Linked DNA regions of Mus musculus: region 1 is linked to region 2. The links are chromatin contacts, called in public HiChIP or PLAC-seq maps. All regions are on one chromosome and are shown on one strand. The core of a region is the stretch at or near the end of the contact, and the rest is flanking DNA. Distances in the headings are between cores, read along the strand shown.

Evidence for each region. HiChIP or PLAC-seq counts read pairs in DNA pulled down with a chosen protein or histone mark.
Region 1: a contact with region 2 is called in an HNF4G HiChIP or PLAC-seq map of pancreatic cancer cells. The contact joins two enhancer-like sites. A contact is called at or near these places in 1 of 39 promoter capture datasets (neural stem cells), 1 of 484 Hi-C or Micro-C datasets (the N1E-115 cell line) and 2 of 115 datasets of contacts at active chromatin or transcription factors (extraembryonic endoderm stem cells and pancreatic cancer cells).

Annotation. Positions count from the first base shown.
Region 1 is chr6:115,269,153-115,274,801 of GRCm38.p6, forward strand. It overlaps Syn2 (synapsin II), which reads left to right. Exons shown (of 13, transcript NM_001111015.1): 11 at 5,044-5,104. Among named protein-coding and RNA genes, the nearest start is that of Timp4, 20 kb to the left of the region's middle. Within about 2 kb of position 2,964, at least 87 of the 459 cell types and tissues checked have an H3K27ac peak or open chromatin away from gene starts, as enhancers often do. A contact at or near this core is called in pancreatic cancer cells, where this site is marked.
Region 2 is chr6:114,985,173-114,991,024 of GRCm38.p6, forward strand. No RefSeq gene overlaps it. Among named protein-coding and RNA genes, the nearest start is that of Gm38876, 43 kb to the left of the region's middle. Within about 2 kb of position 3,284, at least 112 of the 459 cell types and tissues checked have an H3K27ac peak or open chromatin away from gene starts, as enhancers often do. A contact at or near this core is called in pancreatic cancer cells, where this site is marked.

The sequences.
Region 1 (5,649 bases), core at 1,714-4,213, 280 kb after region 2:
CACATTAATGTTCAGATTTCAGCAGGATAAGCTACTTACTGGGTGGGGAGGTGGTGACAGGATGGGTGGGGGCTGATGAGGCAAGTAGCTCTCAGAACCTTCCAGAACTAGAGTACTGTGCTCCAGGCTGAGTGTAACCACCAGACCTGGGAGAGGTAGTGGGAAAAACTTAGAATAAAAGGACTGGGGTGGGAGGTGTTGGAGCAATGGCTCAGTGCTTAGGAGCACTGGCTGCTCTGGCAGAGGGCCCCCTCTAGTTCCTAGCTCACAGCTATCTGCAAGGATTAAAGATACTTTTCTCTAACTTCTGTGGGCCCCAAGCATGCACACGGCACCCATACATATATGTAGGCAAACACTCATACATATATGATAAATTTTTCTGTGAACTTGTACAAGGAGACCAAGATGAGAGGGGATCTCTTCACTCTGAGAACAGCCTCCAGGGCTGGACGATTAGGGAGAGGCACAACCATCCCTTCAATCCCATATCAGGACTGTTTCACTTGTTCTAAGAGGTAAAGTTAGGACAAACCAAGGCCTTCCTGCTTCCCACAGCAGGCCCGGCTTGAGAGAACGTGTTCCCCAGTGAGTAGAAGCTGAGAACTCCAGGAGATTGGGGGCAGGTTCAGATAAAGCCACCAGTGACTAGATCCCTTAACGAACTATTAAGAGAAACCAGTTATTTTGGGATTGTCTTTACTTTCATGGACATCTTTAATCACTCAAAACTGACATTCTGACCTAGGGTGACCTGATCCTCAGAGCCCCCATAGGACTTGTGGCCCCCACGGACCATTTCTGGTGTCCTCAGGTTATGGAAGGGCCACTATCCAGGCAGTGGTCTTTGCCCAAGAGTAATTCCCCTGGGAAGGAAGGGGCATCATCTCATTCCTGGATACCTTTTATACCCTTGCAGAGGAAGGAAAGGGGCAGTGGCAACTGAAAGGTCTCAAGGTGCTGAAAACATACTGTCCCCTTTGCTCTACAACCTCCTGACCACATTCCTTCCTGCTGCTTCATTCTCCCTGGAGTACTGGACCGGGGAAGCAAGGCCTGGGGGAGCTGATCAGAATAGTTCTGTGGCGTGGCCAGCAAGGAGCTTGGCCTGGCCCCTTTCCTGGGGCCAGACCCTGGGACCCTTTCCCAATTTCCTGTCTCAGATATGCTGAGCAAGCACAGGCCTTCCTCCTGGTGGGGGCAGCTGGTGTTAAGCCAACAATTCTCAAAAGTTGAGTCACTCAATGTCTTTCCTTCCTCAGCTTTCCATCCTGTTGGGGCCTCACTTAGATAGGAGCTCCTCTGCCAGTCTGTCTAACAAAAGCCACAGGGTGGGAAATTAGATGTACCTTCAGCAAAACCCCCATAGATCCTCATGGGCTACGTTTCTCTCTCAGGCCAGTGATCTGCAATTGAGTGGATCTTGCCCAAACTAAGGCAGTGATGTATAGAGAGAAGGCATGGTCTAACCCAACCCCAAATCCCCCACACAAGAACTACCCTCCGTGTGCACAAGATGACAGGAAACTAGTTAGCAATATCTTTTCCATTGATACATGTAGTTCTCACACTGTAGATTTACTCTTATTTAAACAAAAACAATGGCGTTACCATATATTATTCACTGGCTAGGACTTTATAGTTTATAAAGCTCATTTGATGTTTTTAAGCCTCAAAACTCTTATGTGAGATATGGAGGTTGTAATTCTTTATGTGTTGACATATCAGGAAAGACAATGAAGATGACCTATCCAGAGTCACCTGGCTGCTAAGAAGAGCTGGACCATCTGACCCCCAGCTCAGAAGGGTCTGTGTAATACCATGCACCGGGGCTTTTTGGTATGCCTGTGAGGGGGAAGGAAAGAAAGGGAAACCTGGGCACTCGTGGTGCCGTATGAGGAAACTTGCTCTCCTCCATTGATAGCCAGATGCTTGACCTGTCACTTCACCAGCTGCTTCATGGGACATTCATCTCTTCTGCCCCCCAGCCCCTTTGATTGCTAAAGCCCCACAGACCCAGCAGAGCAGGATATTAATTAGCCTACCAAACCTCTATGGGCGGCAGCTTGCTCTCCTCACCGAGGAGTCCCTCAAACCCTATGCCTTCGGGATATCTCTGTTCAGGCCCAGCAGCCCTGGGGCTTTTCTTGCCTCAAGACTGCACTGCTATCTCTTACCTCTGTCATCCAAAGAACTCAAATGCACAAAGAATTAGTGGAAGCCTAGAGACGAAGGAGCCAGCAGAACTCATCTGCCTGTGACAACTTGCATCCCCTATATAGTATCTCTGGCCAGAGTTTTTCTAGGTGCTAGTTGAAGAGTTCTCACAGTGGGACAGTCAGTGTTACCTAGGCTACCACTGACATGATTGACACTAACTCTGGTGCTGCCAGGGTCACATCATCGTTTAATCCTTGTAGTCTGACCATTTGGGGAAGCCAAGATGCAGAGATGTAACTTGTCAAATCTCATAAAGAAAGTGTTTCCAGTCTCTCAACCCCTATCTCTTCACAGACCCTACCAATGGACCCCTCCAAAGAGGTGCCCAGCGTGGTGACTGCTTTCTAAGGAGGCTTGACCAAGCAAGAAGGGAGGGCTCCCCTCCCCCATTAAGACACAAATGCACCTTCAGCCACATTAGTTTAGGCAGTGGTATCAGACTGACAGCCACTTGCAGTCTTTCCATAAGCTCGGTTTCACGGGGCTTTGTTTTGTAGGCAGTTAAAAGGCTCTTTTCCTCCTCCCTGTGTGTGTGCAGCTGGCCACGGGAGCTGGACTAAACATTCTTACCTGTTTGAGTCAACCAGCTTCCTGAGAGAAACTCTGCTGCTCAGGCTGACCACGAGGTCCTGCCTTGGGCTGGCTATATGCCAAATTTTGGCAGTGACGCCAGAGTGGCCAGACTTCTGTGGAATTCAGCATCCCAGGAGGCTCTTGGTGACTGGAGACAGATCCCGTGGTAGCCAAACCCCACAGGGAATAAGCCCTCAGCCCCTAGCAGACAGCAGGCTTGTGGGAGGAGCCAGAGTGTCTCAGCCTGGCAAGGGACAGTCCTAGGGGACTCTCCTCCTGGCTTCCTCAGCCCCTGAGAAGTCTTCCATCCCCAGCCTCAGTGGAACCAGGGACAGGAGAAACTCTTCAGGCGCCATCAAGGGTAGCCAAGGCACATTCCCAGGCTCTGGCCTCTCTCCCCAAAGCCTTGGGAAGGGCACTTTGGGGCTCATTTTATCCTTGAATGTCTCACGTGTGTATTTCTGTGACTGAGGAGAGCCAGGGTCAGCCTGCATGGTGGGTGCCTCCTGTGAGGCCTGAGGGAGAGCACTGGCAAGCACCAGTCTAGATGCTTCACATGACCTCGGAAAGAGACTATCAATAAGGTTGGGACCAGAAGGCATGCATTCTTTTAGGACATGTGGGGAACTGAAGGCTAGAAAGGTTAGTTCCACTGTGCTGGAGCAACTGGGAATCTTGGTATAACATCTTCTACTACATACAGCATTGTGAGGTGTAAAGGACAGGTCACATAAAGGCCCATTTACGTGGGACACAGTAAACACTCGGGAAATTTCAGGAGAATTAAGTGGCATGTCTAGGGAGAAGTTTTAAGAGGGGAACAGTGGCCATAGGGAACAAAGATTGGAGAGATGAGTGGGGAGGATTAGGAAGCTAGTTTAGAGGGACCCTGATGCATGAGTGGCGTAGGTGGCCACCAACTGGCTTAATGCTTAAGTGTGTATCTCAGTGTCAGAACTCAGAGCAGGTCTTCTGGAACCAGTTAGAGTCTTGGAAGAAAGGGATGTTTTGTTGTTGAAGGTGGCTGACAGGTAAGATGGGCTTCCCTGCTGTGGGGTACTAAGGATAATGCAAAGGCCAGGCCTGGTACTGTATAAACTTCTATACAGTTAGAGTCATGTCATCATTGAATGGCTGAGCACTGGGAAGAGAACACTTCTACTTCAAGGGTATTTGAGCTAAAAAGTGGCCCTAGGGAGCAGGAGAGACATGGCCAGCCTCAGCCACAGGGGCAGTGCGGGGCAGGGAGGAGAGACATGGCCAGCCTCAGACACGGGGGCAGTGGGGAGCAGGGAAGAGATGGCACTGAGGTGGGAATAGGGCTTGGGGCCTTCTCCTGAGGGCAGAGGGCACTGAGAGGGAAACGGGAGGCCGACTGAAGGCACATTTAGCCCACTTTGCAGCCCAGCTTGTGGAGGCACACTCTGACATCACCATCGGCCCACTTGGCACACTTTGGCTTTAGAGAATGTTTCCGGCACACTGAAGACAAACCCCTAACATGAACTGCCTGAAACACAAATGTGAGACAAACGAAGTCACATGCATCTTTGATCCTGTCAGGACATAATCAGAATCCCAGCTGGGAGGAGAGGAAGCGTAGGAGTGGAGCCATGCCGTCAGGCAGACTATAATTCTGCGTTCTGAGACAGCAAAACAACTTGGCCTTGAGCACTTTACCAGTATTAGCATCTTACCCCCATTCAGGTCCCTCTCTCTCCGGCGGTACAGCCTAGCCCAAAGAGTAGATCAGAACCCCACTAGCTCCTGAACTGACCCCACCCTACGGTTCATCACGATTAGAAAGCAGGCACACATAAGCTCATACATCTACCCCACCCTACCCAGACCTCATCACCACCCCTCCCTAAGAGCCATGGGCAACCCAGTTGCTCTCCTTTCAGAAGCTGGGAACAGAGAGTAAGTACAAATAGAACCTGGATGTCAGGGTGAGGGGTGACGACAAAGCACAGACTTAAAGTTCCAGGTAGAGTAAGTCTACCATGAGCAAAATGGAAGGGGCATGAGGAGGCTATGGTGTCCATCAGTAATTCCAAGACCCACACTGCCAACTTAAGACCAGCAACAGCCCAGAGGCTGAGGGTCCTTGGTGGTCTGCACATCAGGATTTCCTGAGCAGGCCCTGGGACCCCAGCATGGGCTTCCACTGAACTTGTCTCTGGCGTTTGCTTGGAGCTTTGGTTTTATCTCTTGTGGTATTTTTTTGTTGTTGTTATTTTTGTCTTCCAGAGTGGAACACTTAAGGAACCGGACTCCAGCAAGACCCCTCCTCAGCGGCCACCTCCCCAAGGTTGTTTACAGTATATTCTCGACTGTAATGGCATTGCAGTAGGTCCAAAACAAGTCCAAGCTTCTTAAAGCGATCAGTAGTTAATTTTCAAAACAGAAAACTTAAGCCAAAAATAAAAAGAAGAGAAAAGAAAGGAAGGCAGGGAGGGGAGCGGCAGATGCTCCGCAGTACACTGCTGTGTCCTCTCAGTGCTGACTGGACTGTTTCTCCTATGCAGTGTCAGCCCCCTGTCTGGTTGTTTACCTGTCCCTGTTTGTGCTTGTAATGCTTCTACGTTCTTCTGTATAATGTGTGGTTCCAGGGCTGTTTGTTAACAGTGTACAAAAGAATCGTGCCTCTCTTAAGTCCAGTGGGACTGTTTTCTGGGTGGTTTGATCGTGTTTTTAAAGCATCACATTATGAGGGGTGAGGTCCTAGCCCTGGGGTGGTTGGGAGAAACAGCCACTACAAAGAGGCCCAGCTTCTCTCCTCTTCCCTCAGGCTCAGCCTCACCTTCTCGCACTTACCTCCACGAGTGCTTGGGTCTTCATTGAACTGTGTTTAAC
Region 2 (5,852 bases), core at 2,034-4,533:
TTCACCAGCTCCCAACACCATAATAGACAGGACCAAGCTGTCACAACATATACCTTCATGCGGGACAAAATGTCAGGTGCACCCAGAAGTTATTTATTTATTCTGTGTTCATACATTCTAAACTGTTTTCATCTAAACTCCACATATGCACACACACAGACACACACACACAGACACACACACACACACGTACCCCCATGCATGTACACACACACCTTTTCACCTTTTAAAACCCTGTGCTGTTGATCCTGGTAGTGGTGGTGCATGCCTTTAATCCCAGCACTGGAGCAGGTAAATCTCTGAGTTTGAGGCCAGGGCTGTTACACAGTGCAAGGTCTAGGACAGCCAGGGTGAGACAGAGAAACTCTGTCTCAATCTCCCACTGACCCCCAAACAAAAGAAAAATCCAGTACTGCTGAGTGCTAGCAAAGAAAACTCAGTCCTGGGAGACCAGGACCTACAGGATACGCTCTGACTCGGTGGGACCTGCCGGCCTGCTGCAGAGCTGCCCTGCTCGCCACTCCTGCCCCGCTGCTGCTCTGGCCGTTCCACTATCATTTAAAATCCTATGTGCTGAATGGAATGGAACCAGGCTTCATTCTCTTCCCATTGTTTCTCCTGCAGAATTGACAACAGAATATGAGCCTTTTGTGTGGTTCTTCTTAGGGACAATCTCATTATTAAGTGGACTGAGGACCCACTGGACTCCCAGCCTTTATACCCTTAACCATCACCACAAACATACATGGAGGCAGCTGTACATAAGTCACCATCCTACACAGTTGCCATGTGCCAAGCCCTAACCAAGGGGTGGATCCTATCCAGCCTTTACATGTGTTAGTCATTCATTAAATTCTAGGCATTAAGTCTGTGGTGGACACGCCATAATTTCCTTTTCAATACATAGTCGAATTGAGATTCCAAAAGATTAAGAAACTTAGAGCAACAAATCTACAAGAGGTAAAGACACGACTCTAAACCAAGTCACTCCTAGTTTCAAATCCTTAGAATAGTCCACATTAAATACACATACGCATGTAACACACACACACACACACACACACACACACACATTACAGGAGTTGATCTGGCTATCCTATAAGCTCATATTTGATAGATTTAATATTATAGCTCCTTCCTTCCTTTCTTCCCTCCTTCCTTCCCTTTCTTTCCCTCCCACCTACCTACCTAACTTTGAAGGCTAGAGGAGCTCAATGGTAGAAACATGCTTAGAATCTGTGAGCACAGAATAAATATATAAATAACTTAAGCAGTGCATCTAGCATTTTGGTTTACTGTGAACATTTTTATAGGCTCTATGGGCTCAACCTAACAAGTGTAAAATGCCATCCAATGGGAACAGCATTTACGAATCTTGGCTGTTGGGGCCAGTGAGATGGTTCAGCAAGTATAGGAGCTTGCTGCTAAGTCTGACAACCTGAGTTTGATTCCCAGAATCACATGGTGGAAGAATCCACTTCTGTAAGCTGTCTTCTGACTTCTATATGTGGTGCCATGGCATTTGAACGTGCATCAGCATGTGCATGCACACACAAACATACACACCTATGTATGCATTTATCTATGTATGCCTGCATGTATGCATGTATGTATGTGTGTATGTATACAAACTAGAGAGAGACAGTGGTGCCTGCCTGTAGTCCTGACTTCTCAAGGCCGATGCAGCAGGATTGATTACTGGAGTCCTGGTAGCCGTGTGAAGCCACCCAACAGTCACCTACAGCAGCTTTACTGTGTGATACAGCCCCGCCAGCACTGTACCAGGACTCTGCCTTTAACTTCGAGAGCCATACTGGTACTCGTGAACCGATTATGCCCCAGTGGCTTGGCTTTGCACTGCCCTAATGAGCATCCTCATGTGTCCTTGGCCGCTGGCACTCCTTCCGTGGTAGGTCTCGAATGTACCTGAGGATGAAAGGACTTTTTGCATCTTGATGTTAGAGGGAAAATGGCGCATATGTCTCAAGTTGCACAGCCATTCAGCTGGCTTCTGAGCACCGTTGATGCTTTGGCTAGCAGAAGACATAGAGTGGAAGGAGAATCAAGTCAGACGAAATGCTACAGCCAGGTTCCTGACACTTTAATGAAAGTCTGAACCTAGCTTGGCTGTTGTCCACAGTTAGTTCCTGGCGGGGATAGAAAGTCAGGGAAACAAGATCCCTGACCTCAGCACAGTGAACCCCAGGACTGATGGAAATGGCGGAGACAATGGCCTTCATGTCCCATCACTCACTGTGATGGTGACCCTTAACTCTTTTTTTTTTTTCTTTTAAAGACTGAGTCTCTCTACATAGCCCTGGCTCTCCTGGGTCTTGCTATGTAGACCAGGCTAGCTTCAAACTCCCATAGATCTGTCTGCCTTTGCCTCTCAAGTGCAGGGACCAAGGTGTGCACCATTGTACTCCCAGCTTGGACTGGGCTTGGGTCTGGTCTCAAAGGATGCTTGTAAGCTTGACAGTAGAAGACAGAACATGACCCGGAGCTTCTCATGTTGCTGTCTCCATGTTCTAGGTGCTGGAGTTGTAGTATGTACCATGGTATCTGATTGATACAGCACTGAAGTCTGAGTTCATGTTGTCGTCTGAGCCATATGGCTAGCCCTGAACTGGATAATATGACTCTGCAGAGGCCACTGGAGGGCGGCTGAATGGGCCTGTGATCTGCTCTTAACTCCTGGGAAGCCCCATCCACAAGCTGAGCCTAAGAATGGATTTGGGCTCCATATTGGCTCTCAACAGAGATTTCCCTGAGGCAGTAAGGAGCCCCCCCCCCCCCGCACCCCACACCCCTGCAAGCACTTGAAAGCTCTCAAAAGCCAGTAAAAAGACTCTGCTAGCTGAGGAAAGCTGTCAAGTTTCTTTGCTTTTAGGATTATGTCAACCCAGGTAGAAACACAGGTTAGGCCAAGTTGATCAGAAGCTCTGATTGGCTGTTGATGACCTAATGGGGATTTCAGGAGAGCCATTGGGCAGGCAGCCACTCCTAACCAGCAGAGCCACAAAGCAGGAAGGCGGTGTGCAAACCGATAGTGTGCTGGGGGGGGGGGGCAGTATATTTGAGGAGCTTATGGGGGAGGTGGTGGGGGCAGCCAACCAGGAGTTTAAAAGCACATGGCGTGTTGTAAACAATAAAAGAGAGCCTCAAATTGGAGAAACAATGCTACCCCCAAGGTCCTCCTGGGTTCCTTTGTGTGCTCCAGCCTTTGGCATATGCCAGGTGTCTCTTTCTCCCCAGAGAGCAGGCTGAGCACACAGACAAGAGCTGACAAGTCCCTCCCTCCCTCCCTACTACCGCCCAAACCTGCTCCACGATGCCCTGAGGCGGCCATCAGCCCCTACCTTGAACTCATGCCAACCTGCCTACCCAGTCTTTTTCTCTTCCAGGTGGCCACAAGGTTAGCATGTCAGGCTGTAGTCTTGTGTTAGGGTAGGTACCCCCCTTCCACATCCCCCACAACACACACATACACACTTTATGGATTCTCCAAACAGAAGGGACGAATAGAAATAACAGGGAATACAAACTGTGGGCACAGTCAGAGAGGAGTGTTTTGTATAACAGGAAGAGTCGCTGGGGACTGGCTCACCTGGTGAGTCACTGCAAGTTTGTTCCTCTTGGCTGACTACCAAAAGAGAAGAGAGCACAGGCACTAGCCTATGGCCTCCGGGGAGGCATGTGGGCATTTTAGAGAGGCCAGGGTTTGCAGAAGAAAACAGCAGAGCCAGTGGAGAGCCACCAGGGCTGGGATTCTGTGGGACCTTTGTGTCTCCATATGACCCTGGGTCCCCCTCTCTGCATGACTTCAGCTGCCTCTTCTGCTAATGGGGGAATTCTAGGCAGGATACCCCCACATTTTCCAGCCCAGCCTAGCCCTCCTGGTGTTTCATGAGCTAAACAGAGTGTTCTGATGTTAATACTACTAAGAGCACCCCAGGCCAAGGCCAAGGACCTTGCTATGGGTTTCACATGCACGAAGCTAATCTTGAGAGTTCTGCCAAGTGCAGAAGATCTCCCAGAGGAGAATGTGGCTTCCTAGGACTAACAGCCTCACTCAGTGTCACAAAGCTAAGGCTTAGTGACTCCGAAGTTTCCGAAATATAATTTGCTTTAAAAAAAATTAACAGATACCAGGACAAACAGAAGGCTGGGGAGGTGAGCTGGCTTAGCAGTGAAGAGGGCCTGCCTTGCAAGCCTGAGAGAGAGCCTGGGTGAATAGCCAGCACCCGTGTAAAAGGTGGACATGTCTCTGCATGGGCGTGTAACCCAGGGCTGCAGAGGACAGAGATGGGAGAGCCACTGAGACTTGCTGGCTGCCAGCCTAGCTCTAGGTTCAGTGAGAGACCCTGGCTTGAAGGAATATGGTGGACAGCAAAGGAGCAGGACCTCTACCTTCCTCTGGCCTCCGCACCCAGGGCTCACACGCATGTATATATGCTACACACATACTCACATAAAAATAAACAAAATACCTAAACAACAACAAAACCCACATAGAAAAGCAAACGGCTAGTGCAGATTTGATGGCCCAAACCACTGGTTTATAGACTCACAGACACGGTCCTGGCCAGCTCACTAGCTTGTTTTCTCCAGAGCTGGTGTGCTTATGGCTGTAATTTTTCTCAATTTACAACAGCATACATATTTAATTAAGCAGAAACACGAAACCCACTGATGTGTTCATGGCTAAGTAGACACTTAAAACAGGTTGGGGCACCTTATGCTTTGATTAGACGGGTGCTCTGTGCACATGCAGGGAACTTCCTGGAGAAAACAGGGCCAGGGAGAGCTCTCTTAGTAGCTTGGAAGGCACAGAGAACCAATGGGTACAACAGCCCTTTTGTCTGAGGCGAGTGCTCACCTCAGAACTGGCCCAACAGACCTGGCCCACCAGCTTCCTCCTTCCAACAGCAACAATGAAGGATGAACAGCTGTTAATTGTAAGGTAAGGTTGGCACAGGACTTGCCAGCTGTACCAAGAGCAGAGAAGGAGTGTTTTCCATTGAATGGCCACATGCCACTGTCCCACAGCTAGAACCTACAGGTCCCAGACAGAGGGCGTGCCCTGAGCCTGACCTTACCACTCTCCCTTTGAAGTTTTATCTTCATCCATTTGGCTGTTTTAAGAAAATGCTGTGACACAATGGCTTATAACAATAAAAACACATTTTCCCCCTACAGTTCTGGAAGCCTTGGTGTCTGGTGAGGCTCACCTCCTCCCGGTGGCATAAGTGGGTCAGTCCTATAAAGGACCTCCTCAGAGGCCCTCTTTTTATAAAGACTTATTTTTTAAACTTGTGTGTGTGTGTAGGGGTAGGTGTGAGTGCAGCACCCACAGAGGTCAAAGGGGTCATCCGATCCCCTGCAGCCAGAGTTACAAGCAATTGTGAACTGATCTTGTGGGTGTTGGGATAGAACTCGGGTTCTCTGGAAGAGCAGCACATGCTCCTAACAGCTGAGCCATCGCTCTACTCCACAGCCCATCTCCATATGCTGTCATCTCAAGGGCAAGGATTTCAATATGGGAGTTTGAGGGGACAAAAACATAGCAAGGTTCAAGCTATGAACGAGACCATTTCCTCATTGCTGTCACTGAATAATCATTGTTCACCCATTATACTGGCCCCAGGCTTTGAGCTCCCAGCATCCTCTTCATCTCTGTCACATTCCTGACTTCATCCTGGTGTTTTCCAATTCCCACGTGTCCGACCTGCTCTGCAGCTGTATCTCTCAGGGCAGCGTTATACTTTCATCAAGAAGGGGCGAGCCTGGCCATTCAGTTCCAACAGCTGTATACGAGCCATTCATGTACACAAGCACACACTTTTTTTTTT